2 separate regions of the Sus scrofa genome follow, and region 1 is linked to region 2. Evidence: chromatin contacts called from public HiChIP or PLAC-seq data. All regions are on one chromosome and are shown on one strand. Each heading gives the region's core, a stretch centred on a gene start, on an enhancer-like site or on the middle of the called end of the contact. The rest is flanking DNA. Distances are from core to core; before and after follow the strand shown. Region 1 holds the start of SYDE1 (rho GTPase-activating protein SYDE1). Region 2 holds the start of TPM4 (tropomyosin 4).

The links. HiChIP or PLAC-seq counts read pairs in DNA pulled down with a chosen protein or histone mark.
Region 1: a contact with region 2 is called in an H3K27ac HiChIP or PLAC-seq map of alveolar macrophages. The contact joins the promoter of SYDE1 here to the promoter of TPM4 in region 2. A contact is called at or near these places in 2 of 2 datasets of contacts at active chromatin or transcription factors (alveolar macrophages and skeletal muscle).

What each region holds. Positions count from the first base shown.
Region 1 is chr2:62,451,974-62,459,004 of Sscrofa11.1, reverse strand. It overlaps SYDE1 (rho GTPase-activating protein SYDE1), which reads left to right and starts at 5,061. Exons shown (of 8, transcript XM_003123426.4): 1 at 5,061-5,275; 2 at 6,872-7,031. The coding sequence starts at 5,188.
Region 2 is chr2:61,467,565-61,473,668 of Sscrofa11.1, reverse strand. It overlaps TPM4 (tropomyosin 4), which reads left to right and starts at 3,002. Exons shown (of 8, transcript NM_214335.1): 1 at 3,002-3,133. The coding sequence starts at 3,002.

The DNA.
Region 1 (7,031 bases), core at 3,812-6,311, 980 kb before region 2:
ACTCCTCTATCCTTTAATAAAACCCACTCCACACCTAGTATCCTTATGTGAGTGGGTTTCTGCTGAAGTCAAGGAAAGAAGCCAGTTCCTCATCCTCTAGACCAGGAATATTGAGTTTACCATGAAACTGTTAATTCAGCCACAACATGAGACCATGAGAAAATAATCATCTAGAGATTCTCCAAAGTCTTGGCAAGGATGTTGAAAGAGGTTTGAGCCAATCTTTTCTAGATCTGAAGAAGAATGACTGGCCAGAATGAGAGTACAATAACATTTGTTTCTCTCCATATGGGATTTTATTGGGTATTCCAGACAATTTTGGAGATTCAGACACTGAGGCTCATAGAGGGAGAGAGGTTGTCCCAAGATCACATGGTGGATTGGGGAGGAATTCATATCCAGCCTGGTGTGACCCCAAAACCTGATCCCTCCTTCCACCATGATGCTGGATGGCCTTGCAGGTAGTTCGCTCTCCCGAGGTCATGCTGCAGCTTGGAACAGCTTAATTCTGCCCCTTGTGGGGCTTTAATAGGAGGTGGGTAAAAAGTCCCACCAGATCCTCTGATTTGAATGGCTAGAAAAGCCACTTCCAGCAAGGCATGAGGAAGGTCTTGGTAAGGCTTGAGCCCAAGGTCCTGGAAAGAGAGCTCCTATTTCATACATTTGCCTTGGAAATGGGGAGTCATTTCTATCTCTGTGCATCTGTATGGTGGGAGGTCTCCCAGGACCACCCATGGGTTCCAGGATTCACTAGAAGGACTCACGGAACTCAGCAAAGTTGTCATACTCATGCTGTATCACAAGGGAACAATACAGATTAAAATCAGCAATTAAAAGGCACGTGGAGCAGGGTCCAGGAGAGACCAGGCGCAAGCTTCCAGTTGTCTCCTCCCTGTGGAGTTATTGGACAGTGCTTAATTCTCCCAACAATGATGTGACAACACACATGTGTTTACGTCCAACCTGGGAAGCTCCCTGGTGCCCAGGGTTTTCACTGGGAGTTGGCCACTGTATTAGTTTACTAAGGCTGCCATGACATCACAGACTGGGGGCTGAAACAACAGAAATTAATTTTCTCAGTTCTAGAGGCTGGAAGTCCAAGATCAAGTTGTCAGCAGGGTTGGTTCCTTCTGAGGTCTCTCTCCTTGGCTTGAAAATGGCCATCTTCTCCCTGTCTCTTCACATCATTTTCCCTCTGTGTGCACACATGTCTGTGTCCAAATTTCCTCCTCTTAGGATAATAGTCATACTGGATTAGACTAAAGACTTTATTTTTATTTAATCACATGTTTAAAGATCCTATCTCCAAACACAGTCACAGTCAAAATTACTGGGGAGTTGGGATTCCAACATATGAATTGGGAGGGGCACATAATTCATCCAATAACACACACCTAGACACGGCTGACCACCTATGTGGCTCATCTTAGTTACTCAGTCTCTGGCCCCTTCAGAGATTAAACTGATACATTGTAGACCAAGGCCCCTACCATAAATCACATTGTTAGCATAAATTATTTGGCATGGCCCCCAGGTATACAATAGATTTCTACAAGGTAGCATAATACAAGGGCTTAGAGGCTACCTCCCAGAGCCAGTCAAGGGCCAGACCATTCTTTGGAATGTGCAAGAGATCAGAGGCCTGAGAAGGGAGGAGGAAGGAGCTAAGGAATGACACGGGGTCTCTTCCTGGCCCGGCCCACCCCAGGCCTCTTGTCCCTAGCTGACCAGTCACCCCTATCCAGCCTGCCTCCTCTTCCTCTGGGACAACTTCTTTGAGGCCCTCGTGACCAGTACCCTCAGGCTCTGCACACTGGACGCTGAGACAGCTCTTGGCATGGCCACAGGTGACCAATTGCTAAATGTGTCCTAGGACCTGTGCAGGAGCGTGGCCAGCAGGAGAGCCCAGCAGGCCTTCAGCTAATAAAAGGAGGGCACTGTGTGGGCAACAGGGGGACCCACTGTACCTCAGCTGCAGCTCCAAAACTGCCTGGTGTGGCTTTTCAAAGGGCCACTGGGAGGCTCTGGCCAAGATATGCTGCCCTTTTAACTACCTCCTAGGTGACACCACATACTCCCTCAGGAAGATGCCTCTTGGTAACTCGACTACCCTTTGTCCCTTCAGCTCCTCAATACCACCCCAGTGGACATCTCTGAGCAGCCACCACTTCCCTGGTGCCTCTGGGGACTGACTCCCAGCCAGGGAGGTCTGTACAGGCTGCAGCACTTGCCTTCTCATCCTGGAAGATGCCAGATAAAGGTGAACCTCCAGTGTAGGAACAACTAGAATGACAGCAGGGGGTGGAGGATACTAGGAGCCTGCTCCCCATAAGCTGCTCCATCTTTCATTTCCCAGGAACTGAGGACCCCAGAGAGGGACAGGGGACTTAGTCCACAGACACATGCCCCATCCAACACCTCCTACCCCCATAGCCTTTATAAGAGAGGGAGTCTCTTTGGACCCATCCCTTTGGATAAATGAGGAAACTGAGGCCTGGAGAGAATGTCTTCATTTGATGTTTCCCAGAAGCTGATCCTAAGATAAGGATTCAAGAACAAGTAGTTTATTTGGAAATTGATCTAGGAAATGCTGAAAGGGCGGTGAAGAAGTGAGACAGAGAAGGGAAGGGAATCAGTAAAGAGTGAATTGATATGCAAGTTTTCGCCATAGGCAGGTAAAATTCAATCCCTTGGGGACCTCTGAGATTTTGTGTGGAACACATACCTCACTGATACCATCTGAGGGGTAAGGAAATTAGGGCACTTACTTATCTGCCAACTTCCATTGTCTGCCAAGAGGATGTAGAGCTCTACTCAAACACGACATGCACCATCTACCTGAATTTCAACAAAATCCTGTATCTCCTGGAGGCTGTGCTTATTCATAAGCATAGCACATTAGCCAATTATGTAAACATTTGGAGGAAAGAAGACATACACACACACTCCAAAATCCAAATGGTGATTAGTAAAATCCAGATGAATAATTTACAAACTTCACCAAGTGTGAAATTTAGCATTCATAATCATTTCATTATATACAGCCAGCAGATCATTTGTTCTCACTTATCAAGAATTTTTTTTTTTTTTTTTTTTTTTTTTTTTTTTTTTTTGCTTTTGCTTTTTAGGCTGCACTTGTGGCATATAGAAGTTCCCAGGCTAGAGGTCAAATTGGAACTACAGCTGCTGGCCTATGCTTATCTAGAGTTTCTGATTGCTGGGAAAAAATCATAGCCAATGGTGAATTAAATGAGCTGCATGTAACCAAATAAATGCAACAGGAAAAGTACAGAAACCCTGTCAAAAGGGTTTACCAAAAAATAAATATTGAGGAGTTCCCGTTGTGGCTCAGTGGTTAGTGAACCCAACTAGCACCCATGAGGATGTGGGTTTGATCCCTGGCCACATGAAGGCACTGCATGTACAAAGAGCCTGGGGCAGAAATAATTTGATATGAAGGAGAACCAGAGATGAGGTCATGGTGAGTGACAGGGACAACAAAGGAGACAAGGCCAGAAGTCTTGTTGGGACTGGATTTTATTTATAGGAATCTAGATTTTATTTTAGGTGGGGTGAGCAATTATAGGAAGACTGTTCGGCATGGATGTGCCATGATCTGAGTTCAGGTTTTTAAGTCCACTCTGAATATTGCATGGAGATTGGAATATACAAGTGAGGCAAGTTAAATTTTCCAAATGGCTACAATAATATCTGCCATCCCACATTCTCTCACACAAGAATGTTACAAGGTCACATTGACACATAGCCCACTGAGAGAGGTGCAGCCTATGACCCCTCTCCTTGAATCTGGTGCGAGAAGTAACACAGTTTGGCACTCAAAGCTGATTCAGCAAAGGTAATGTCTTGTTCATTTTGGATTTTTTTCTGCCTTGCCTGTGGCATGCAGAAGTTCCTGGGTCAGGGATGGAACACACATCACAGCAGTGACCAGTCATAGCAGTGACCAGAGCCACAGCAGTGACAAAGCCAGATCCTTAATCCACTGCACCACCAGGGACTTCCTGCCTTGTTCTTTTTTTTTTTTTTTTTTTTTTTTTTTTTTTTTTTTTTAGGACCACACGCACAGCAAATGGAGGTTCCCAGACCAGGGGTCTAATCAGAGCTATAGCTGCCGGCCTACGCCAGAGCCACAGCAAGGCCAGATCCAAGCCCCATCTGCGACCTACACCACAACTCATGGCAACTCCGGATCCTTAACCCACTAAGCAAGACCAGCAATCAAACCCACAACCTCATGGATTCTAGTCGGATTCACTTCCACTGCGCCACGACAGGAACTCCCTGCCTTGTTCATTTTTGAAGCTTCGGTAGATAAGCAAGAAGCCCAAATACTCTTGACTATTGAGCTGCTCGAAGCCCCCAATTCACATGGAGAAGCATGTGTAGGTGCCCTATTCCACAACCCCTATAGAGGTCCAGCCCACACCTGGCATCAATTGCAAGATCTGTAAGTGAACATTTTTCCAGGTGATTCTGGACCCTCACTTGTTGAGTAACCCCCTAAACCTCAAAATCTTTCCAACTGAATAGAAACAATGTTAGCTCACATTTCTGACCCACAGCATGTGTGAGCATCATGAAACTCTGTTTCACACCACTAAGTTTTGGGATGGTTTGTTAAACAGCAGCAGTAATTGGAATTGCCGGGGGCCGGTTGAGGGGAGGAGAACTGGGTGGAGGAGACAGGCACCGCAATGGCATCAGGAAACTAAGGAAATGGCCATGTCTTCAAAAACTGAGAGGTGCCTAGGGCTTGCACCAGGCTAGAACAGTGGATGGGGGGAAAGAAAAGGGATAAGTGCCCGATGAATTTTGTAATAAACCCAAGAGAACTTGCTGTAGGCGGTCATCAACAGAAGATGGATACGAGGAAAGATGAGGGCCTGGTCCTGCTCTACAATATTCAGTTGGAGCCCAGGAGGCAGCACAGAGCCCCCATTCACTCCCCTCTCGGCCCCAGGCGACTGACTACATATCCCAGCATCGCCCGCTCAGGCCGCGGGAAGGGGAAAGAAAAAAAAAAAAATTGGGGCCAAGCATTCCCGGAATGCGCTTCCTGCTGCCGCTGGACTGGGGGCGGGCGGGGAGGCCCAGGCGGGGCGGGGAGGGCGGGGGGCGGCGCGGCCCGAGCCCGGGGCGCGCACTCCGCCCGGCCCGGGCCCCAGCATGGCCGAGCCGCTGCTCAGGAAAACCTTCTCCCGCCTTCGGGGCCGGGAGAAACTTCCCCGGAAAAAGTCGGACGCGAAGGAGCGCGGTGAGAGGGGAAGGTGGAGAAGAAGGGGCGCCAGACCCCATCTGGCCTGGGAGGGGGTGTCCCGAGGCCCCAAGGAGGGACCACTGAGGGGACTGGGGAAGCCCAGCGGAGCCCCCTGCGGGCCGGGGTTGGGGGCCGGGGTAAGCAGGGGTCCTGGAAGTAACGGGCTGGGGGGAGAGGGGGCGCGGACCGTTATGTGCGCCTGGCCAGGGATGCCAGCGCTGCGTGCTCCTTGGGAGGCCCTGGAGGGGGCCTCACCCCTGACAGGAAATGGGGCCGAGGCGGAGCGCCTGGAGAGTGGAGGGGAGGAGGAGGTGGGAGGCTGAGAAACTGGGGTTTAGTCAAGTCAAGCAGGGAATACCCTGAGCCCTAGAGACCTGGTATAGGGTTGCCAGGCATACTCTTGCAGAGGAGGGAGAGAGGCGGTTCATCAAGCATGGTGGCCACCCCCTACCACCGTCCTCCCCCAACCGCCCCCGCCCCCCGCGACCTATTAACCAGTGACTGCAGCTGAACCCACCTAAGGCAGCCCCAGGAAACTGTCCCCTTTATACAGATGGGGAAACTGTGGCACAGAGAGGTTGAGTAATTTACCAGTGCCAGTGAAGTGATTTAACAGCTCTTTGGACTATGCTACTAAATGAAACCTCCAAGGCTGAGTCCTGGGGAATAGAAATCTGAAGTGACCAGAGGAGGGAGTCCACAGGCAAGACCTTAAAGAAATGGGAGCTGTGTCAGACAGGAAGTCCCAGGAAGGAAGGAGTTAAAGGAGGGGGTGCAGAGGACTGCATGGATCTGACCTCCCCCCCAGCCCTTCCCAAAGATTCCCAAGGTTCCCAGAGCAAAGGGACAGGGGTGCCCACGCACAGAAAAACACAGGAAACAGCTCGAGATGTCAGAAAGGGGAAGATGAGGGGGGAGGGAGGTCAAGGCATTGACCATGGAGGCCTGGCCTGGGCTGAGAGACAGGACCCGCTCCAAAATGCAGGCAGAGTTTGGAACACAAGCAAGGAGTTGGGGAGTGACATGCTGCAAGTAAGGGAAAACACAGCAGGCACTCTTGCTCTTATGCCTGCTCTTGTCTTCCAAGCAAGCTAGCCAGCGTCCACTGTGGACTATGGGTTTGACCAAGATGTGAGTGCCTGGGAAATGCTTCCCATGCTGAGCTCCCCAAAGCCTCCCTGAAGGGAGCAACAAATCCCTGCATTTCACAGGAGGAGACACTGAGGCTCAGAGATCGAAAGTGACTTACCCAAAGCCACCCAGCAAGAAGGGATGGGGCAGACCTCCATGCCAGAGTTAATGAGAGGCAAGGGGAAGCAGACTGGGGAATGCAGAACCCAAGCACAAAGAAACCCCACTGGACCGCTGAGGCTGGAGGGCAGAGGGACAGAGTCCTTTTTGGGATGGGGGGTAGTGTGCAGCTCTAAGCTGGTAATGAGATTGCTGGCCTGTTGCCACCCATTCTAAATGAATGTATAGACTGTCAGAGCTGAGTGCACCCCAGCCCCAGCCCCTGCTGGGAGAAGAGCCCTGGACTGGGGCTATTCTGGGGACAGTGGGAGGCTGGGTCTCATTTCCTTTGCACTTTACCAGGCCGCCCAGCCCAGCGCCAGGAGCCTAGCCCTCCAGAGCCAGAGCCCCAGGCCCTGGAAGGATCCCAGCCTGGAGCAGAGGGGCCTCCCAGCCCCGAAGAATCTCGTAGCCCGGCTCGGGGTGCCTACCTGCAGAGCCTGGAGCCCAGCAGCCGCCGATG
Region 2 (6,104 bases), core at 1,753-4,252:
GGCTGGGGGAGCCAGAGACAAAGAGACCCCCTGCCTCAGGGGTCAGGGTTGGGCCAGAGGGTGAGACAGGCACTGGGGGCAGCAGTGCAGGCTGCCCAGGGGAGGGGGCGATGGTGCTGGGTGTAGAGGGTCAGGGAAGGCGCGTGTGCTGGGCAGTGGGGCACAACATAGCCTGGCGGTTGCACAAAGCAGCTTTGGAGTTGGTCTGACAAGAGTTCAAATACCCTATCTATATGGCCTTGGGCAGGTCCCTTTCTTGTTTAGGAACTCAGTTTACCCTTCTGTGACAGGAGGCTTCAGTGTGATGGTATTTGTAACGTGCCTGGCGCATTCTAAATCCTTCATGGCCCCTTGTCCACCTTATCACCATCCCATCTACTGTTGTCCAAACATTGTCAGAAAAAGGCACCAAAACCCAATAGTCTTTACACCCAAATGAGCCCAATGCTGCAGAATTCAGTGTCACTCTTGCATGTTACAAGAGTGCTGTGCTTGGCACGGAGTTGGCCCCATAGTAAATGCTGTATGCCGAAGGAAGTCATATGGGCAGTGGGTCAGGCTGACCTGTCTTTACAGAAATTGGTTCATTTTCTCAGTCAAGGTGGAAGTTCAGGGCCCTCAGAGACCACCATGTCAATTTTGCAGATGAGGAGACTGAGGCCAGAAGAGGGGACGTAAGTCTGCACAGCTGGTATTTGGAGTCAGGCTTCTGGGCTCCTTGTCTAGAGGTCAAGGTCAGGACCAGTGAACTCTGACTTAAACTGGAGCTGCTGCCACCTTCCTTTGACCCCTCACTCCCTCTCCCATTCCCCAGCTCAGCAGTAGGACACTCAGCAGCCCTGGAAATGGGGATAGCAGCCTTTAAGAACTTGCTCATGCGTACACACAAGCACACACACAGCACCTGGCACATTTTGCACATCTTGGTAATAAACATGAGCAAGTCAGGGAAGGATGCAGAAAAGTGGGCCTGGCATGAATGCCTGTTCAGAAGTGGGTTCAAATCTTGTGCTGTGTGACCCTCAGAAAGTCACTCACCCTCTCTTAGCTTCCTGCTGTGAGGAGGAAGCAGGAGGACCATACAGGGCCCACTGGGGGAGCATGGACAGGACCAGGGGTCTAACTGCCTGAGACAGAGTCAGATCCAAACCTGAGCTGGACTGCACTCCAGCCTAGAGTTAGGGGAGGGGGATAGAGGTACACAGAGGAAGTGAGGGTGACAGAGGCAGCTTCCTGAGCTGACCCTTGACTGGTGCAGTGGGGCAAGAGGGAGGAATAATGGAGATGGAGAGATGAAGGGGTCTGTGGTTTGTATCGCTTCTCATATTGTGGTTGCTAGGCGGTGGGCAAGGATCGCAGGATAAACAAAGAATACTGAAAATTTGGAGAATGTAAGGGACATTTTTATTAAAAGGAACACGGGCCAAATGCAGAAGAATTAAAAGCTTTAACCCGAGCCTTTCAAGAAAGTGATCTTTATTTTTTTATTTTTATCTTTTTAGGGCCAGAGCTGCAGCATATGGAAGTTCCCAGGCTAGGGGTGGAATCGGAACTGCTGGCCTATGCCATAGCCACAGCAACACCAGATCCAACCAGGTCTGCAACCTACACCACAGCTCACAGCAATGAGGTATCCTCAACCCGCTGGGTGGGGCAGGGCGGGCGGTGGCCAGGGATTGAACGTGTGTCTTCATGGATACTAGTCAGATTCCCCCACTGAACCACGACAGGAATTCCGAAAGGGATCTTTAGAGTAGCTTTTGGAGTTCTAGTTGTGGCTCAGTGGTAATGAACCCAACTAGTATCCATGAGGATGCAGGTTTGATCCCCGGCCTTGCTCATGAATTAAGGACATGGGTATCGCCATGAGCTGTGACATTGGCTGGCAGCTGCAGCTACACATCCTGGGAACTTCCATACGCAGCAGGTAGCTCTCTTCCAGAAATCCCCCAAAGTCCAGAAGAGGGCAGGGAATTGGGCCTTTAAACCCTTCAGGGTTTTTTTATGAGAACCACTCTTTCAAGCAGTAGGGAGCCATGGCAGGTTCTAGGCACAGGGAAAGTAAACATAAGCTTAGGATGCTTCTCTGGCTGCCAGTGTGGGACACAATTAGGTTGAGGGTAGGAGAATGGTTCATGTCCAGGGACTGAGGCTCCCCAGAAGAGGCTGCAAAATTGAACTCGTGTTTCTAGGAAACGTGTCGGGACTTGTTTCCAAAAAGCTGCGAGCAACTCCTCAAGGGTATCGGAGGACCCCAAGAAAGATAAGTGCAGCTGGTCCCAGGACAAGGCAAGGATGTGAAAGTCATATTAACAGGTAGCATTTATTGAGTGGTGCATAACATTGTTATCCTGTTTTACATATGAGGAAACTTAAGACCAGAGAGAGAGCCAGAGGATTCTTGTGAATGTGGGGGACACCCCTGCACCGGCGGGGACTTGACCCCCAGGCTGACGTGTCCCCCGATCTGTCCCCAGGTGGAGGAGGAGCTGACGCACCTCCAGAAGAAGCTGAAGGGGACAGAGGATGAGCTGGACAAATACTCCGAGAACCTGAAGGACGCGCAGGAAAAGCTGGAGCTGAGCGAGAAGAAAGCCTCCGACGTACGTGTCCAGTAATGGGGGCGCCCGCGACAGGGCCAGGCAGGAGCCCCGGGGCCGGGCGGGCGGGAAGCGCTGGAGGAAGAGGAGGAGGAGGAAGAGGAGAAGGCGGTGCCTCCCGGCGGTTTCTCCAAATAAGTCCTGAAAAGGGGCACTTTCCAGCAGCTGCGGCCAGCGGTGCCGACGTCAGGCCCTCCCCCAGCGGTGCTGACGTCGACGGCCGGGCAGGGTGACCTCATCGCCCCGACGGCGGCCCTGCCGGGGGCGGGGAGAGGCAGGGGCGGCCCCCCGGCGTAGGCAAAGGCTCGGGGGCCGGGGCGCGGCTGCTGCAGCTCTTGCAAGAGCAGAGCCGAGCCGAGCGCCCGCCGCTGCCCGCCGCCCGCTGCGTGCGCCTCCGCGCCATGGCTGGCCTCAACTCCCTGGAGGCGGTGAAACGCAAGATCCAGGCCCTGCAGCAGCAGGCGGACGAGGCAGAGGATCGCGCGCAGGGCCTGCAGCGGGAGCTGGACGGCGAGCGCGAGCGGCGGGAGAAAGTGAGAGCCTGCACCCCGGCCCCGCGCGCCCCGGTTCCCGCACCCTCGGCCCCAGCGAGTCCTTCTTTCTTCCCTTCTCCCGGTGCCGCCCGCTTCCCGCGCTCCCCGCCCAACTGCCTACCGCTGTCGGCCCCCCTTCCCCCATTATCCCACCTTCACACCCTTGGGCCACGGAGCTTCCGATCGTAGACCCGGAACCCGAGACCCTCTGCTGAGACCCCTTCCTCCATCGCCTTCCTTGTTCCCTGGCCTGGGAGGGGGCGCCGCATCCGGATCGGGCGGGGCCCGCCGAGAGGGAAAAGGGGGGTTGGGTTGGTGGAGGGGATTGCGTGATCCTGGACTGGGGAGAGAGGGGTTGGGGGCACCCTGCTGCCTTCTGACTCGGGGCTGGCGCCGGGGTCCGGGCGGTGGTGGCGGGGGGAGAGCTGCGACTCGACCTGGGGGCGGGAAGTGAGAGTGGAAACGTTGAGCTTCCATTGTCTGGAGTTGCACAGGCCGGTACCGAGAGTGGGGGTGGGGGCGTCGCACTTTCTCGCCTCTTCCGAGGTTTCCCGGTTCCTGCTGAACTTTCCCAGCTGTTCCCAGGGGCGCGGCGGCGACGTGTCTGCTCCAAGCGGGGGAGGGGGGGCGGAAGTTCAGTACCGAGCCGCCGGCCTTTCTCTCCCCAGCTGGCCCCTGCAGGAACGAGGGCTGTGAGACCCTGACTTTCTCTAGAAGCCCCTTGGAATGCTAACAAGGGGCCCTCGACCCACGATCGTTTTGGGTGCCTCCGCTCCAAGTCGCGGGCCCTGAGGCAGATAATGGGGCTGAATGAGAAGGGGGCCTCAGCTCCCTCTCCATGCCCTGACTGACTGCCCCTTGGGACGGGACAGGGGTGGCAACCCCTGGGGCTGGAGAGAGACCTGTATTCCAATCCCATCACATACCACTTCATACTTAATTCCTAGGAGCATGTCTCCATCTGTAAAGTAGGGGTGACAACAGTGCTGACCCCTAGGATAGCAGTAAAACCATCCTGCATAGCATCTGGCATATAGTCTGTGCTCTATTCCTGGTCTTTTTTCTTCCATCCCTCCATCCCCAGACAAGCTCAGTCTAGTGGGGATAAGTGGGGCTGATTAGCATTCCAGGGGCCTCTGTGTTCTGTAGTGGGAGCATGGCAAGCTAGCAGTGGGATAAGACTTCAAAGTGGAGGTGGGGCAGGGTCTTATAGAAAAAAATTAAGAGTTTGCTGGAACAAGAGAGTTTGTGCAAAGACTCATAAGCAAGAAAGTTGGGGAAAGGTGTGGGAGCCAAGGGTTCCTGAAGGCTGGAGCACTGAGACTTGGAATGGGGACCCCAGAAGTGGAAAAGATTCCCAGCCAGATGGAACTGCCATATGTATTGACAGTTGTGGAGAAGGGCCACAGACTGCCTTGCTGCTGGCCGGCGTCAAAAGCGTTTAATCTTGTAAGGACTGCTCTGGCGTGAAGAGGCCTCAGAAACCTGGTGTAAGCCTCCAACAGTAGCTGGTTTGGCCTCTTTCACACACGTACCCGGCATTACCCTCCCTCTGATCTCATCCCAAGTCATCTCGCTGGAGGACAATTACTTCTGCTTAAAAATGGCCCTGAGCCGTAAGCCAAGAATTAGAAGTGGGACAGTCCAGTTGGGAGGAAAGATGTTTTTGGAAAGTTTTGAACTTCTTAAAAAGTTCACTTTTCAAAGCGTGCTCCTCTCGGTCAGAAAAGGGAAAAAGCCTTAAGAAGTTTCCTGGACTAAAGGAATTAAGCCCAGGATTGGGGGGTGGGGATAAAAAAAAAAAAATCTTTTCAGTCTCTTGTAGAGAAAGCCAAGAGGCAGCGTGTGGCAGACTTCTGGGTCTGCCTCCCGACAGCTGGTTTCGTTTAGATTTTTGTGTGATTAACCGACATCTTCCTGTTTCTTTGCCACATGTATCTAGCAAGCCTCTTTTGCCTTATAAGGGAAATCCTTTGTAGAGTGTAGAAGCTTTGATTGCAGGAAGGGGTGGAGCCCAAAATGACTAGCAGTGACTAGCAGTTTTTCAAAAATACGTATATATGTATGTATGTACATATATGAATGCATCTCAAAGCTCGTTTGATTCCAGATAGTTGAAAATGTGCCAAAAGCGTGGTTGTCGGGATTCAGAATCCCTCACGTAAGAAGCTCTTTTTTTTTTTTTTTTAAAGACAACTCATGAACCAAGCACCTCAGCATGTTCTAAAAAATCAATTCCTTGACTACTAATGGGCATGAGGGTTTTTTGGAAGTGACAAAACTGTTTTAGAATTAGATAGTGGGGGTTGCACAATTTTGTGAATGTACTAAAAACCATTTGGGGATAAAAGTCAATTCTTGCCCCAGTTGCTAAAGGAATTAAGATTAATGTAATCTAAAAAGAATAAGAGTTCCCATTGTGGCTCAACGGATTAAGAACCCAGCTAGTATCCATGTGGATGTGGGTTCAATCCCTGGCCTCACTCAGTGGGTTAAGGATCCAGCATTGCTGTAAGCTGCAAAGTAGGTTGCAGATGCAGCTCGAATCTGGTGTTGCCATGGCTGTGGCTTAGGCTGACAGATGCAGCTCCAATTCTGCCCCTAGCCTGGGAACTTCCAGTTGCTGCAGCCCTAAAAAGAAAAAGAAAAAGAAAAAAAAAAACCTAAAAAGAATAAAAGACACTCACTCATTGGAAGGAGTGGGTGACATTTCTTTTTTTTTTTTTTTTGCTTTTTTAGGGCCATACCCAGAGCACATGGAAGTTCTCAGGCTAGGGGTTGAAACCGATCTATAGCTGCCAGCCTACACCACAGCCACAGCAAAGTGGGATCCAGGCCATATCTGCAGCCTACACGAAGGCTCATGGCAATGCTGGGTACTTAACCCACTGAGCAAGGCCAGGGATCAAACCCGAATCCTCATGAATCCTAGTCGGCTTCATTACCACTGAGCCATGACGGGAACTCTGAC